Linked DNA regions of Mus musculus: regions 1 and 3 are each linked to region 2. The links are chromatin contacts, called in public HiChIP or PLAC-seq maps. All regions are on one chromosome and are shown on one strand. The core of a region is the stretch at or near the end of the contact, and the rest is flanking DNA. Distances in the headings are between cores, read along the strand shown. Region 1 holds the start of 1700127F24Rik (a long non-coding RNA gene). Region 2 holds the start of Cdca4 (cell division cycle associated 4). Region 3 overlaps Pld4 (phospholipase D family, member 4).

Region 1 (4,029 bases), core at 219-2,718, 46 kb before region 2:
TGACAACACCAACCCGAGGCAGGTAGCCCACAGAAGCAGCGAGGCTCACCTCGGCTCAGTCCTCCAAGGCTCTAAGCAATGCCAGATGGCTTCCGTGGCTCGACTAGAAAAGCGTAGTGAGGCCACTTGGAAGGATGGAGTAAGTCCAAAGCCCACTCCAACCACCACAAGTGTGGAAACAGGATATTCATTACTGTCATTCTATCCAGTAAATGGGGAAACTGAGGCAAGTGATCTCTCCAGATGGCTGCGCATCTCAGGAGCTCCCATAACCTCTGGAGACCACCTCTGGTGGACTCCGGAACTAGCCCATCCCCTTGGGTTCTGAGACGCTGCCCTTGTCTTCCTGGGCTTAGAGGGTGCCTCTCCTTCCCTCTAGTCGATCCCATGTCCCAGGATTAGTTGTTGAGAGAGATTGGAGATAGGCAAACTACCACCCAGCTCACAGCGACCACGAGAGAAACCGTACTAGAAGAGTCTCGGATTTCCTTGTCTGGCTGCAGCCCTGACCGGCATCAGGCTGCACATTGGGTAGTAAGGAGTCAATCACTGCTGGTGCTAGAACTCCAAGATAGAGCCAGAACTCTAGGAGCCAGAGTTCGAGAGCCTGGGGAGTCGAGACTAGCCCCGCCTCCATCTTGCGCCTGGGCCGGGCTGGCAGGGTTTGGGCGTGGCCCGCTAGCTGGAGTTGGCCGGGATCAAAGGGCGGAAAGCGGGCCTCCGCCCACACCCACTGAGACAGGAATCTGTGGCCCAGGGGGACAGAATCTTCAGCCACATTCCGGGTGCCCGGGGCCCAGCAAGGCAAGGGTGGGGCGGAGCTGGAGTGCCAAGACTGGCATCACGGAGCGTGGGAAAGACTGCGCTACCAGCACTCAGCTCCAGCTGCCTGGGAGGCAGGCGGTAACTTTTGCCAGATCCAGGCGGTGGCCTTGCCCAATCTGGCTGCCCTGGATGGCATTAGGCAGGAGGGTCAAAGGGGGTCCACACTGCCAATCCAATTCCTGCCTGTTGTACTGGCTCTGGGCTGGTAGGGCCACAGTGGGGAGGGGGCACTGTTAGGTGGGCATTCTACAGTTGCATCAGGCAGCAGGGGTTCTTTATAGGAGTCGATGGAGTTTTGCAAACTCTCCTCCCGCTGAGTAATAGGAACCTGCCTGTAAACAGCAGCCCTGAAGCCCCTGTACTGGCTGAGGATAGACCCCTGGTCCCAGGGTCCAATTATTGCTTCCTCACACCACCATCAACCTCAAGGTCAAGTAACATTCCTGGAGTCATGCAGCAAGCTGGACGCAAGCTAGACACAAGCTGGTTCAGGGTAAACTTGGAAAATTCTGAGGCCCAAGTCTTCCAGCCCTAAGTGTCAGGACCAATGATGTCCCTTTCTCTGGCACGTGTCCTCAGTGGGAGAATGGCATCACAATACTACCTCCCTGAGTCGTCATGATGATGTGAGGTCCCAGCCAACACTCTGCCTCCGGAGCCCTCTCTGGCTCCAAGAACATGGTCTCCCACCTTATCTGTGGAGCTGGGTGCCCCCTGGTGGCCGCAGTGTTGACTTAGGTTTTAGGCTAGCTTTCCCAGCCTATGTCCGCGTGCCAGAGGAGGCCAGCTGGTCTCATCACTGCTCGTCTGGGAGAACGTACTCAGCTTGGACCTTCGGGTGACCATGCTGAAGGAGGTGTGGGTCAGGCTGAGGTGTTTGGTCCTAGACTCCGTTTTCTATGACACAAAACTTGGGAAACCCACAGTGACCTAGCATAGGGGTTCTGGGACTAGACATTTATAGCCATCTATATGGTTTGGGACATGAATACGTGGGTAAGGCTTTGGTGACTAATGCATAAGAGCATGCACCTGTGCCTGTCTGTCTACACTTAGTCTGACACTCTCTTGCTCCCAGAGCCCAGAGCATCATGATAAAGCAACTGAGCAGCTGCTGAGGAGGTTCGGGAGAGGTGGCTCCGTAGGGGCTCCTGTGGTTTGCTCCCAGAAACTGCGACAATGACACATTCATCAGGTATTGTCCCATCGTGACATGGAAATAAAACCTTTTGCATAGATTGGTAGATAGAGGCACAAACCATTTGGTAAAGTGGCTGCAATTCACTGCCCTCTTGGCTTTCTCTAGTGGCTGTTTTGTAGCCCTCACCTGGCATCTTTGGCAGAGATGGATTCCCCTACTCAGTGAGTGAGGGACTCTGAGGAGGTTGGCCTAGAAGAAGGAAAGAGGTTTGTGTGCATCTGGGGTGGGGGTGGGGGGAATCCCATCTCTTCCTGATCTTACCCTCCCTAGCCCAGCAGGCCCAGGGTAGAAGTTGTTGGGACCACAACGAAGCCTCCTGAAACTCCCCTGCAATGTGCTCAGAGGGTCCCTATGAGTCCAGTGGTTTGATAGGCAGAACTGGGTTCCCAGAAGGGAGGGAGTCGGGGCTGGTCCTATGGAGTGGTTAGGGGTAAAGAAGTTAGATTTAGTCTTACTCCACCTGAGTGCTTATGAGGCTCATCTTTCCTAGGGAGGGGACAGACAGAGAGGGGATCAATCGGGAATCTCGCCTCTTCTTGGTCTTGCCCTCTTCTCCCCTTGTCACAGATCTGTGCAAGTCATCAAGTCTCCAGTGTCACGAATAACTGGTTTCTGTGCAAAACTCTATGTTGGGAGGGCTGCATCTGGGTGAGAATGCATTACACCTGGATTTCTGAATCTGCAAATTGAGAACAATAGCAATCCGTACTTCACCCGGTTATTTTGCAAATACAACATAGGCGAAGGCTTGGTGCGCTCCTAGCATTTCTGCCTGGACATCAGGCTGCGGTCCGCCAGACGCGCATGTGCGGGAACCTCAGGAAGTCAGAGCGGGTCACTCAGGTTCGCTCTAGACAGCGAAGGCGGAGACGAAATTCTGCCCTTTACCTGCTGAGGCTCGCTCAGGGGTTGTGGACTCCCCCGCTGACGCCTGGGCAAGCCCCAGCGTGCTCCACTCTCCGTAGGGTATGGGTGGGAGTGGGCTCTTGGCCCTAGGCTGCCGGACGGCCAAGAGCTTACCCAGGAGGCGGAGGAGAAGGGGGGTAACCTAGCTCAAGGACCAGAGGCATGTGGAGCAGGTCGTGGAGCAGATTGTGACATTCCCAGCGAGAAGAGACTGGCCTGTAAGCTCCAGCTCAAAGGGCCGCGTAGGGGCTGGGGGCGTGGGGGTTGATACACTCTGGATCCCAGCCAGAAGGAGCAGCAAGTTTTAGGATCCCGGATGAGCAGGAAAGTCTCCCGAACGGCGGAGGCTGGGGGAGTCTTTTTTTTATCTGCAAGAAAAATCGCTATCCATGTGTGTGTGTGTGGTGGGGGCGCAGGACTGTGGGAACTTTCAGAGGTGATCCCACGGAAGAGTTGATAGCAGAGCACTGACAGTGCTGGGGACAGAAGCAAGCCTTGGAAGCTGGTTGAGCAGGTGTCACACACACCCATTTGTGCTCCCCATCCTGAGGCCGAGCAGACTTGGGAAAGTGGGCTGGAGCCAGGCAAGGAGCCCTCCGCTAATCTATGAGCATGTGCAAGGACTGTCATAGCCACCAGGTGGCAGGCTGCCAGGCCACTGTTGGAAACCTAAACAGATTATGTCTTAGGTCTGTCTGTCTGTCGTTCCGCACTACACCACCTCTTCCGGGTAGCAGCCTCATGGGGTCACAAATGAGGACAGAGAGAGCTTATCAGACTTGGTAAGGTGGTGTGGTGTGGCTGGTTAGGAGAGCAACTAATGAAAGGTCCTGCATATTGTGGTCATCAGGCTGGACTGCGCCAGAAAGACCTTCCTCCTTCAAAGTTCAGAGTTTACTCAGAATGTTTCCACCAAAGGCTTGAACTTGAGCTGAGCTCAGAGTGCCCATGGCAGGGTCTCTTGGATTCACCTTTCAAGTGTGTGATGTTGGGGTCAAGAGAAGCTGAGACCCCTGTGTCACTCTTACACCCACTGGGCCGACGATCTGGTGTTGGTGGGGGTCTCAGTGAAGACTGCGTGTCTAGAGGAAGCTGAG
Region 2 (4,086 bases), core at 288-2,787:
AGATGAGAAAACTGTCTTTTAAGTCGGGCAAGGAGGTAAAAAAAAAAAAAAAAAAAAAAAAAACCAGAAAGCACAGAACCTCAGGAAAACTGTGTCTCAGGGAAACTGTGCCTTAGGCTTTTAGCCAGTACCCAAAAAGGAGATGAAAGAAATGAAAATGGAGCTGAGGGGGTTCAGCAGGAGTTTAGCACCAAGCCTCGAACCTAAGATCCCTAGGACCCACATGTAAAAATAGCGTAGTCAGGAACCCCACTACACCCAAGGCTGCACCTGGCAACCAGAACCCAGTGACATCGCTCACTCAAGATAGTCAGACACAGTCCTAGTACCCCATATCTACTGGACAGTATGTAAGCAGAGACCAAGAACAATGCTCTGTCCTGCACATCTGGAGAGAAGCCACCCTGATTTGCCCTGCAGCTGGAGAGTCTCCCTAGGATCCTGAACCTTCCAGGATCAGAGACTTATGTTAGAGCCTGGACCTGACCTTCAGCTAAGATACCTAGACAGGTGAGCAGTGTTGGGGAGACAGGCTTAGGACCACATAGGAATTGAGAGTGTGAATGACCCTCAGCATAATGAAACATAACTTTTGTTACACTACTTGTTATACTAACTACACGTTAGCTTACTCAAGACACTCAGGGATTAAGAATACTTGCTGTTCTGACAAAGGACCTGATAAGGTTGTTAGCACCCACACTGAAGCCCACAATCACTTGTAGGCTCGAACATGAAATACAGTCATACATGCAGACAAAACAATGACACACACAGATAAGTAAATCCAAAAATAATAGTAATTCAAAAGAAAAACCATGCTAGTATCCAGGTCAAAGTTTGATGGCATGCCTTTCCATCAAATAAAGGGCAAGTATGCCCAGGAATGGGAATGCATTAGTGAGCTTAGGTGAACCACGAAGCCACAAAGACACGATGTGATGTGTATGCCGTATACTTTCTCTTATGGCACCGGTTTTTCTCTCGAACGCTCATTCATTAGAAGTCCCGGTCGGAAGGAGTTTCCAGTCTTTTCCAGCAAACGAGCTTGCTCCCTGTGCTAATGTGGCATCCCCACTGAACATTCTGCATCCACTCACCTTCCCACCTCACTCCATCCCCCAACCAACGCCGTCCGGACTTGGTGTCCTCGTTAAGATCTTGTGCACTACCAGGACCTTATATTTTAATTTTTCTCAGTTGGAACTCGAACCAGGACCTGTTCAGGGATGCCACCACCGAGCCTCGTTCAACCCTTCTATGTCTCAGAGAAGGTGTAGACATCGGCCATGCCCAGGGCTGGCATTAACCGCCCCGCTGTGAGTCAGGAGGGCCAGGATAACGAAGGAGACTCGGGCACCGGCGCGAGGGGGCGCGGCAAGCACCCTGGGGGCGGGGCCAGGCGCAAGGAGACCTGGGAACTGGGGCGGTGGCCAGGCGCGCGGAACCCTGGGAGCGGAGCGCGCGGAACCCTGGGAACGGGTCGAGCCGTCGACAAACAAGGGATCGGGGGCGGGGCGGGGCGCGGGGAGACTTGGGAACGGGGGCGGGGCGGCCCAGCGCGCGAGCCTAACGGCTGAGGCCGAAGCGCGGGAGACGCGGCCGGCGAGGCTCCGCCTTGCGTGGGTTTGAACAAAGCTCCACCCCGCACGCCACCAATCGGCGCTCGTGCGGCGGCGCCATGGCGACCCTTTGTGGGCGCTGACCGATCCGGGTGCCCGAAGGAGTGGCGGGGTCTGCCTTGCGGCGCCGGTAAGTGTGTAGCTGGTTTGCGCCTTCGAGCTTCTGCGGCATGGGCGGCGTCGGCGCAGAGCACCCCCGGGGCGGTCGGGCGGCCTCAGGGTCCTCGGGCTTCCTGCGCCGGCCGCCCTTCGGCGCTCACGACGCCGCGGCGTGTTGAGTGACACATACCGAGAGCCGGAGCGGCGGGTCTGAGCTGGCCGTCCCGCCCTCCGCCCACGCTCCCCTGCTTCCGCTCTCTCTTCCTCCCGTGGCCTTGCCTTTCTCCGCGGTCCCCTCTTCTTTGGTTCACCCCGCGTCGGTCTTCCACCTCACCTTTCGAGCTGGCCGCCGCTTGCTGTGCGCAGTTTCGGGGGACTGGACCTTCCCTGGCTTTTAGCAGCGCCGAGCCCCAACCGTCTGTCTGCTGGCCAGGGACCGATTCCCGATTCCGGGAGGGCTGGGTGGGCTCCGTGCAGCCGCCCGCCTGGTGAGTGTTGGCCTTGCGCTCTTTTCTTTGTTTCTTGGATTTTCATTCCCTTGAGAAGTGTCTTGTGTTGCCTGCCCTTCCCCTACTGCAGTAGACCCCACTTCCTTCCAAACTCATCATTTATGGCCTAGTAGGTACTGCCTGGCATCGGTGGAACTTGGCCGGAACCCGGGCTCTGTCTTTGCTAGCCTGTCCTGAGGCCAATTGTAACTAGAAAAAGCCTCCAGAAACCTTTTCTAAAGTTTTTCTCCCCTAGGTAGGGTCACCAGGGAAGGGACTTCTTCCAGCACTTGAAACAGACGTACAGCACCCGCGTATTTCCTCCTGGTGGCCTTTGTATCTGACATACGAGATGGCAGAGCTGAGCTGGACACTGATCTAAACGATTCTGGGAAACGTTTTCTGCAAGCATAGTCGTTTGTCTCATCAACCTAATGCATTCAGAAATCTCCCCATTTTAGAGGTGCTAGTCTTAAAAGGAAGGCAGGCAGGCAGGCATAAGAAAGCCCCACATCCTTCCAAGGGTCACTGATACAAAGTCTGAAGCAGACGTAGTGGGACAATAAACTCCATCAAAGGACCATCAAGTTCACTGGCCCCAGGATTTTTCCAACTAGTCCCTCGCCCCAGTTGCTCTTTGAGGAAGTATTTTAACACAGTTGTGATTTTCGTTTTGTTTTTGAGACAGGGTTTCCTGCAGGCCAGGTTGGCCTCAGACTCACAGTGCAACCAGAAACAACCTTACTCTCCTTCTCTCTGCTTCCCAAGTCTGCCACCATGCCCAACTTGGAAACCATTAACTTGTGGTTCTCCTTAAAAAAATCCAACATCCAGATGAATGCTTGCTTGCGGTTACAATCCAAGCCTGGGTTGTCATAGATCTGCACAGGTAAAACCAAGACTCTAGTGGATGGTCAGAGCCCAGGAAGCTGCTCCCACATGGTCACTGAGGTAGGACGGCTCCAAGATATGATGGTTGTGGAGTCCTGGGCCGTCTCTTTACCTCAGGTTGTTGTAGGGTAGTTAGCACTCACTTCCACTTTACTGTCCACCGGCCTCAACACTATCTGAGCCCCCAGAATGCCTGGCTCTTGTTGTTCAGCCAGTGCTTGGGTGGGGAAAATTGGAGGGCACCATTGTGCCTTGACTTAGCTTTGGACTGAAGGAATGTCAGACATTTACCTAGACTTGGAAAGCGATTCTGGCCATCTGGAAATAGGTGTGAGATGTGGAACGTAATTTATACAGAACTTAGCAGGGAGAATTTCCTGTCGTCTTTCATTAGAAGGGTTAAGCAACATCAGGTCAGGCACACAGGTGGCCATGAGGAAGCTGTGCCCAGGCGGTGTAGGAAAGCCCTTTGCAGGTACCATTAGGGCTAGTCACAACCTGTGCTGGTGATGTAGGCCTTCACCCTCAAGCCCCCTCTTCCGTCTTGCTGTCTTTCTAGAAGCTACTCTGTCACCATCCTGTTCTCTTATGGCTTGTGTCCTAGAGTGACAGATAAGCAGACAAGAGTACATTTCATTCCAGGCTTAATTATTTTACTTTTATTGGTGTGCATGTGTATATATACCTTCTGGGGCCACAGAGGACATTGGATCCAAGGAACTGGAGGTATAGGGAGTTGTAAGCCATCATGTGAGTTCTGGGTACCCAACCTTTATCATCTGTCAGTGATGTTTCCAGACACCTTGTTTAAAATCTTTACATGTGAGGATGGTGAACAAGAAAGAACCAAAAAATCACAAAACAAAAATGTTCCACAAAGGCAGGTGTACGCCTTTAGTCCCAGCACTTAGGAGCCAGAGGCAAGACAGGGAGCGTTTGCTGGTTAAAGCTCTGCTGGCAAAAGTTGTGTATACCCGAAGGAAAAG
Region 3 (4,273 bases), core at 1,667-4,166, 60 kb after region 2:
CCTGTGTGGGTAGGAGCAGCTTTTGGGGTAACCTCTGCCTTGCCGCTGCTGTTCCTAGTGACCTCAGCCAGCAGGGTGTGTGGTGTGTCCTTCCAACTCACATACTCGATCCTTCCTCGACTCTTTCGCTAATGGCAAGCTTTGGGGCGCAGACTGTGAGGGTGTGTACGCGCGGCACAAAGGTCTGCACTCAGTGGTACCTGCGGGTTGCCCAGCAGGGTTCACACACGGGTTTACCATTAGACCTTGGTGTGTGTCTGTTTGTCTGTCTGCCTGCCAGTGTGCTACTACTTTCCCAGATGTGTACAACTTCCATGCTCTGCCCAGAGCACCTCATGTACAGATTGCAGCCCATTCAGTCACCTTCAATAAAGGAAGCAATGCATTCAGTTGTCCGGTTCGCCAAGGTCTTTGGTTCTGGGGTCCTCATGTATCCCTACTCTTGCTTTCCTCTTATGCACTTGGGTCTCCGTCTCTACTGTGTAGCTCAGGAAACCAGAGCTGAGCTTCACCTTAGGGCGGCGGCCATTTTGCATGGGTTTGACATCCACACCCACAGCCAGAGACCTTATGTATACAGGGGAAGAAGTTGGGGCCCTGAGTTTATGATAGGGCAGGGGACACATGCATGCCCCTCCTGTCAGCTAGACAACACTGCTAGGATGGGACAGTCATGTGGAGTAATGTCAACAGAGAGCCGTTGCCCTGGAGGCTGAGCAGGGTCTTGTCCCATAATCAGAAATTGCTTTTACCTGAGGGACCTTCCGGCAGTCTGAAGTGAATTCACATGTTACTGGAGCAGGCCAGGGGCTTTCTGCAACCTCCCAACTGCCTGCTGATGCCCTCCTGGTATTCACTATTCCCAAGGAGACACTAAAACTTGGATTTAGCTTCCTCCTGACCCACAGAGCCTCTTGGCAACAAGCATTCCTTGTCTCACAGACAGGATGGCTTGAGGGGTGTGGTGAGTACTGGCCACTCCCAAAGCTGCCCACAGAGGGCTAGAAGGGTGGGGGCTGATGTGTAACAGGGGAATGGCCAGGGGAGAGAGGTTGGGTACTTCTGTTCGTGTCTCCATGAGTAGCCACACAGGCTGGAGAGTCAGTCAAGTTGAGGAGACATAGATGACTCTGGAAAGCTGATTAGTACACCTCTGCCCTACAGACAGGAACAGCTATAACACTCCTTGCCTAGGTCGTCCAGCCTCCCTCTGGGCTGATTTACAAGTGTCAGCCAAACTTGATGTGTGCCTAGTAACACTACAGAGTCTGTCTAGGGCACATTTATTATCCCTGCCTGTCTTAAGTGGGTCAGTCCTCTGCTCAAGGCCCCACAGGGATGCCATCAGATGTAAGCAGGGGCTATGTTTCATCTCCAGATAGAAGTATAGGAGCCACTGAAGTAGCCATGATTGCTATATCAGTTACCTGGGAGCTGGGTGAACACAGAAGGACCGCATCCTTTTGTTTCCTGGAAGCCATTGTCTACTCTATCACATGGATTTGCCTGCATAGCCAGCAAGGGACAGACTCCCAGACAGACGATGGTACAGTCTCATGTCACTCAGCTGAGGATGTGGCGCCTCTTATCTTGTATGTTCTTTTAGAGACAATAAGACATGAGCCTTGCCCGCACTCAAGGCAAGAGTACACAGAGGTATAAGTACCAGGAATTGGGTACTGTGGAGCTCACTAAGTTTGTTTGCCGCCTCAAGAAGGGCCATGTCATAGTACAAGACCCCCACCATCTCCTAAGCCTGTCCAGCTGGATCTCTTTTAGAATACACCAAGAAGTCTAGCACTGACACCAGTGGGTGAAACAGACCCATCCTGGCTGAGCCAACAGGGCAGCCTGAACTGGCGTCTCCCCTGGAGTGTGTCTGAGAGTCATGCAGGGCCTAAAGAGCAAACCCACCCTCCCGGAGGGCAGAGCTGGAGTGGGGCACAGTCTGCTCCTAAGTAAGGTGCTGCCCTGCCACTCTCAAACCAGCAGGAGGGCCTGGATCATGGTGGGATGCTGCAGGGAGGAGGGCCTGGAGCACGGTGGGATGCTGCAGGGAGCAGCCACAGCCATGGCAGAGCTTGGCCTCACTCTACCCCAACCCCTTGTGGGTCCTGAAGGGCTGTGAGAGCCACGTGTAGCCACACTTCCAGATCCTTGCACAATTAGCAGGAAGGCAGGCTGGGTTTAGGGCACTTTCTGCCCAGATGGGGATGCTGATGCCTAAGGTGTCCTTTAAGTGGGTGAGTCCGGGCTACGGATGAAGCAGCAAGAGCTTGGCCCCTGCCTGGTGCGATCATGTTAGCTCTCTCTGAGTATAGAAGGAAGGAGAGGGCAGAGAAAGGGTGTTCTACAGGAGAGAAGGACCCTGGACATCTATGCAGTATCTGGTGCTCTCCACACTCCCAAAGCATCCCTGAGCCCCAGCTCCCTACAGCCCTTGTGACAGCAGTGGGCCAGATAGGCCTGAATCTTGGTCAAAAATAAGTAAGAGGTTGGATGTGGACATTGGCTTCCAATTCAGTATCAGCCCAGCATCAAAGGTCAAGACTCCATCCCAAACCATGCTTCATGCCCTGCCTCGGCACACAGGATGATAACTCTCACCAGGCTGATCCAGTCCTTCTGGGTTGATGTCAAAAGCTCTAATACTGGTCTTCAGGACACCATCCCCTATTTCCAGGCAGGGACCTGATCCCACCCTCATAATAGCCATGCAGCCCTGAACCTATCTCTCTTAGCCCCACCCCATTCTTCTTCTATAGTGTTGTCCCCACGCAACAGTGAGCCATAATTCCAGATCCTGATGAGGTTGGCTGGGCTCCTCAGTTGCTGCTCCTTCCCAGCCCACCCAGCCCCAGTTCTGAGACAAAACTTCCTTTCATGAGCACAGGGCTTAACTGGAGTGAGCATATCAATGGACCTCTTTATCTTTTGGGATAAGGAGGTTCCTGCATGTCCTGAGCACACTCAGTGGGGCCCTTGCCTGTGAGACAGCATTGCTGCTTTAAGGAGGGAAATCCAGAGGAATCCCTGAAGGAAGTGGGGGAATCACAGGGGCTGAGCCTTCCTGGTGCTGGAATCGTTGCCTGGGTAGGAGAAACTTGCGGACTAAGTCATGACAAAGCCTTTCAACACATACTTCCTTGGAGGCTGGCAGAAAATCGGGGCCCACACATAGTGAGAAAATGACCCACAGGGAACGGGAACATGGCTTGTTAGGTAAAGGTTCTGCTGTGGAGGCGTGGGAACCCGAGTTCAGGTCTCTAGCATCCAGGTAAAAAGCCAAGTGCCTTGTAATTTTATGCTGAGGAGGCAGAAACAGGATTCCTGTTGTTTGATGGACAGCTAGTCTAGCCAATCCAGCAAGCCCTGGCTTCAGAGGGAGACCTGATGGACAGCTGGTCTAGCCAATCCAGTAAGCTCTGAGTTCAGAGGACGACCCTGTCTGAAAAACTAAGGTGAAGGAAGATACCCAATGCCAACCTCTAGACACTGTTCACACATGGCGTGTGCATCTGCACAACATAGAAACATGTACATACACCACAGACAAGAAGGAGGGAAAGAGAGAGAGAACACAGACAGACATGTCCACTTTTGACCTGGGTCAGGTCAGTAGCTGGTGGCAGGGTTTTATTGTGGCTGGACAGCACCAACATTACATCTGGGAATGGCCCTAGCAACTCATCATAGGTAGACCAGGGAGGGTTCTGGGGGTCACTTATATGTAGTTGCTGTCTTCCCATGTCACCGTGGTGCCTCCCTCTGCTTTAGCCTCTTCTTCGTTTAAAAGCCGTTGAGAGCTCTGCCGGAAGCTGTTTGTCTGATGACAATCTCGGGCCCTCAGTGGTGATCCTTTGCTTGCTTGGTTTCTGAGCTTGGGCAGATGGAAGTCTGGGGAGCATCAGTGTCCATCTAGAGCTGTAGGCCAGAATCAAAGGGATCAACCCTCAGCCCTACCAGACACAGTCCTGGCTCGGGACTTGTCTGTCTAGGTCCATAGCATAGTGGGAACTCCAGTCTCGTTCAAAGAGTTGCCTCAGCTGCTCCTGCACGGTGGTTGCGCCTGGCTGGGCTCTGGGGGTCTTCTGGCTGACAATCAGGCCCACACCAGCGGTGTGGCTGAAGTAGTCTTCTGACCAGTTAGAGGTGCCTGGAGGAGGGGGAGGGGGAGACACTGATCCCTGGGCCTGTGTCCCCTGCAGTCCTGTGGCCTGTGCTGTGGCCCTTGCTACAAGTTGAAGGACAGCTCAGAGCACTGACCTCTGTG

The links. HiChIP or PLAC-seq counts read pairs in DNA pulled down with a chosen protein or histone mark.
Region 1: an H3K4me3 HiChIP or PLAC-seq map of embryonic stem cells shows a contact between it and region 2, with 45 read pairs. The contact joins the promoter of 1700127F24Rik here to the promoter of Cdca4 in region 2. A contact is called at or near these places in 8 of 39 promoter capture datasets (the 3T3-L1 cell line, the C10 cell line, the SN4741 cell line and 5 more), 1 of 15 datasets of contacts at CTCF or cohesin (CD8 T cells), 7 of 484 Hi-C or Micro-C datasets (CD4 T cells, the G1E-ER4 cell line, Th1 cells and 3 more), 17 of 115 datasets of contacts at active chromatin or transcription factors (the 230-238 cell line, CD8 T cells, DN3 thymocytes and 10 more) and 3 of 9 other capture datasets (adipose tissue, liver and pancreatic islet).
Region 3: an H3K27ac HiChIP or PLAC-seq map of extraembryonic endoderm stem cells shows a contact between it and region 2. The contact joins the enhancer-like site here to the promoter of Cdca4 in region 2. A contact is called at or near these places in 2 of 484 Hi-C or Micro-C datasets (B cells and bone marrow-derived macrophages), 7 of 115 datasets of contacts at active chromatin or transcription factors (bone marrow-derived macrophages, effector CD8 T cells, embryonic stem cells and 2 more) and 3 of 9 other capture datasets (adipose tissue, liver and pancreatic islet).

The regions. Positions count from the first base shown.
Region 1 is chr12:112,873,265-112,877,293 of GRCm38.p6, reverse strand. 1700127F24Rik (a long non-coding RNA gene) reads left to right here and starts at 1,468. Exons shown (of 6, transcript XR_873068.2): 1 at 1,468-1,681; 2 at 1,904-2,020; 3 at 2,132-2,232; 4 at 2,594-3,150.
Region 2 is chr12:112,826,972-112,831,057 of GRCm38.p6, reverse strand. It overlaps Cdca4 (cell division cycle associated 4), which reads left to right and starts at 1,537. Exons shown (of 2, transcript NM_001359234.1): 1 at 1,537-1,752. It overlaps Gm52009 (apical junction component 1 homolog), which reads right to left and starts at 2,357. Exons shown (of 2, transcript XM_030247054.1): 1 at 2,348-2,357; 2 at 782-2,050. The coding sequence starts at 2,357. The coding sequence ends at 1,266.
Region 3 is chr12:112,768,309-112,772,581 of GRCm38.p6, reverse strand. It overlaps Pld4 (phospholipase D family, member 4), which reads right to left. Exons shown (of 11, transcript NM_178911.4): 11 at 3,596-4,156. The coding sequence ends at 3,960. Ahnak2 (AHNAK nucleoprotein 2) reads left to right here. Exons shown (of 10, transcript NM_001378499.1): 10 at 1-385. Among named protein-coding and RNA genes, the nearest start is that of Pld4, 9.8 kb to the right of the region's middle. Within about 2 kb of position 2,916, at least 11 of the 459 cell types and tissues checked have an H3K27ac peak or open chromatin away from gene starts, as enhancers often do. A contact at or near this core is called in extraembryonic endoderm stem cells, where this site is marked.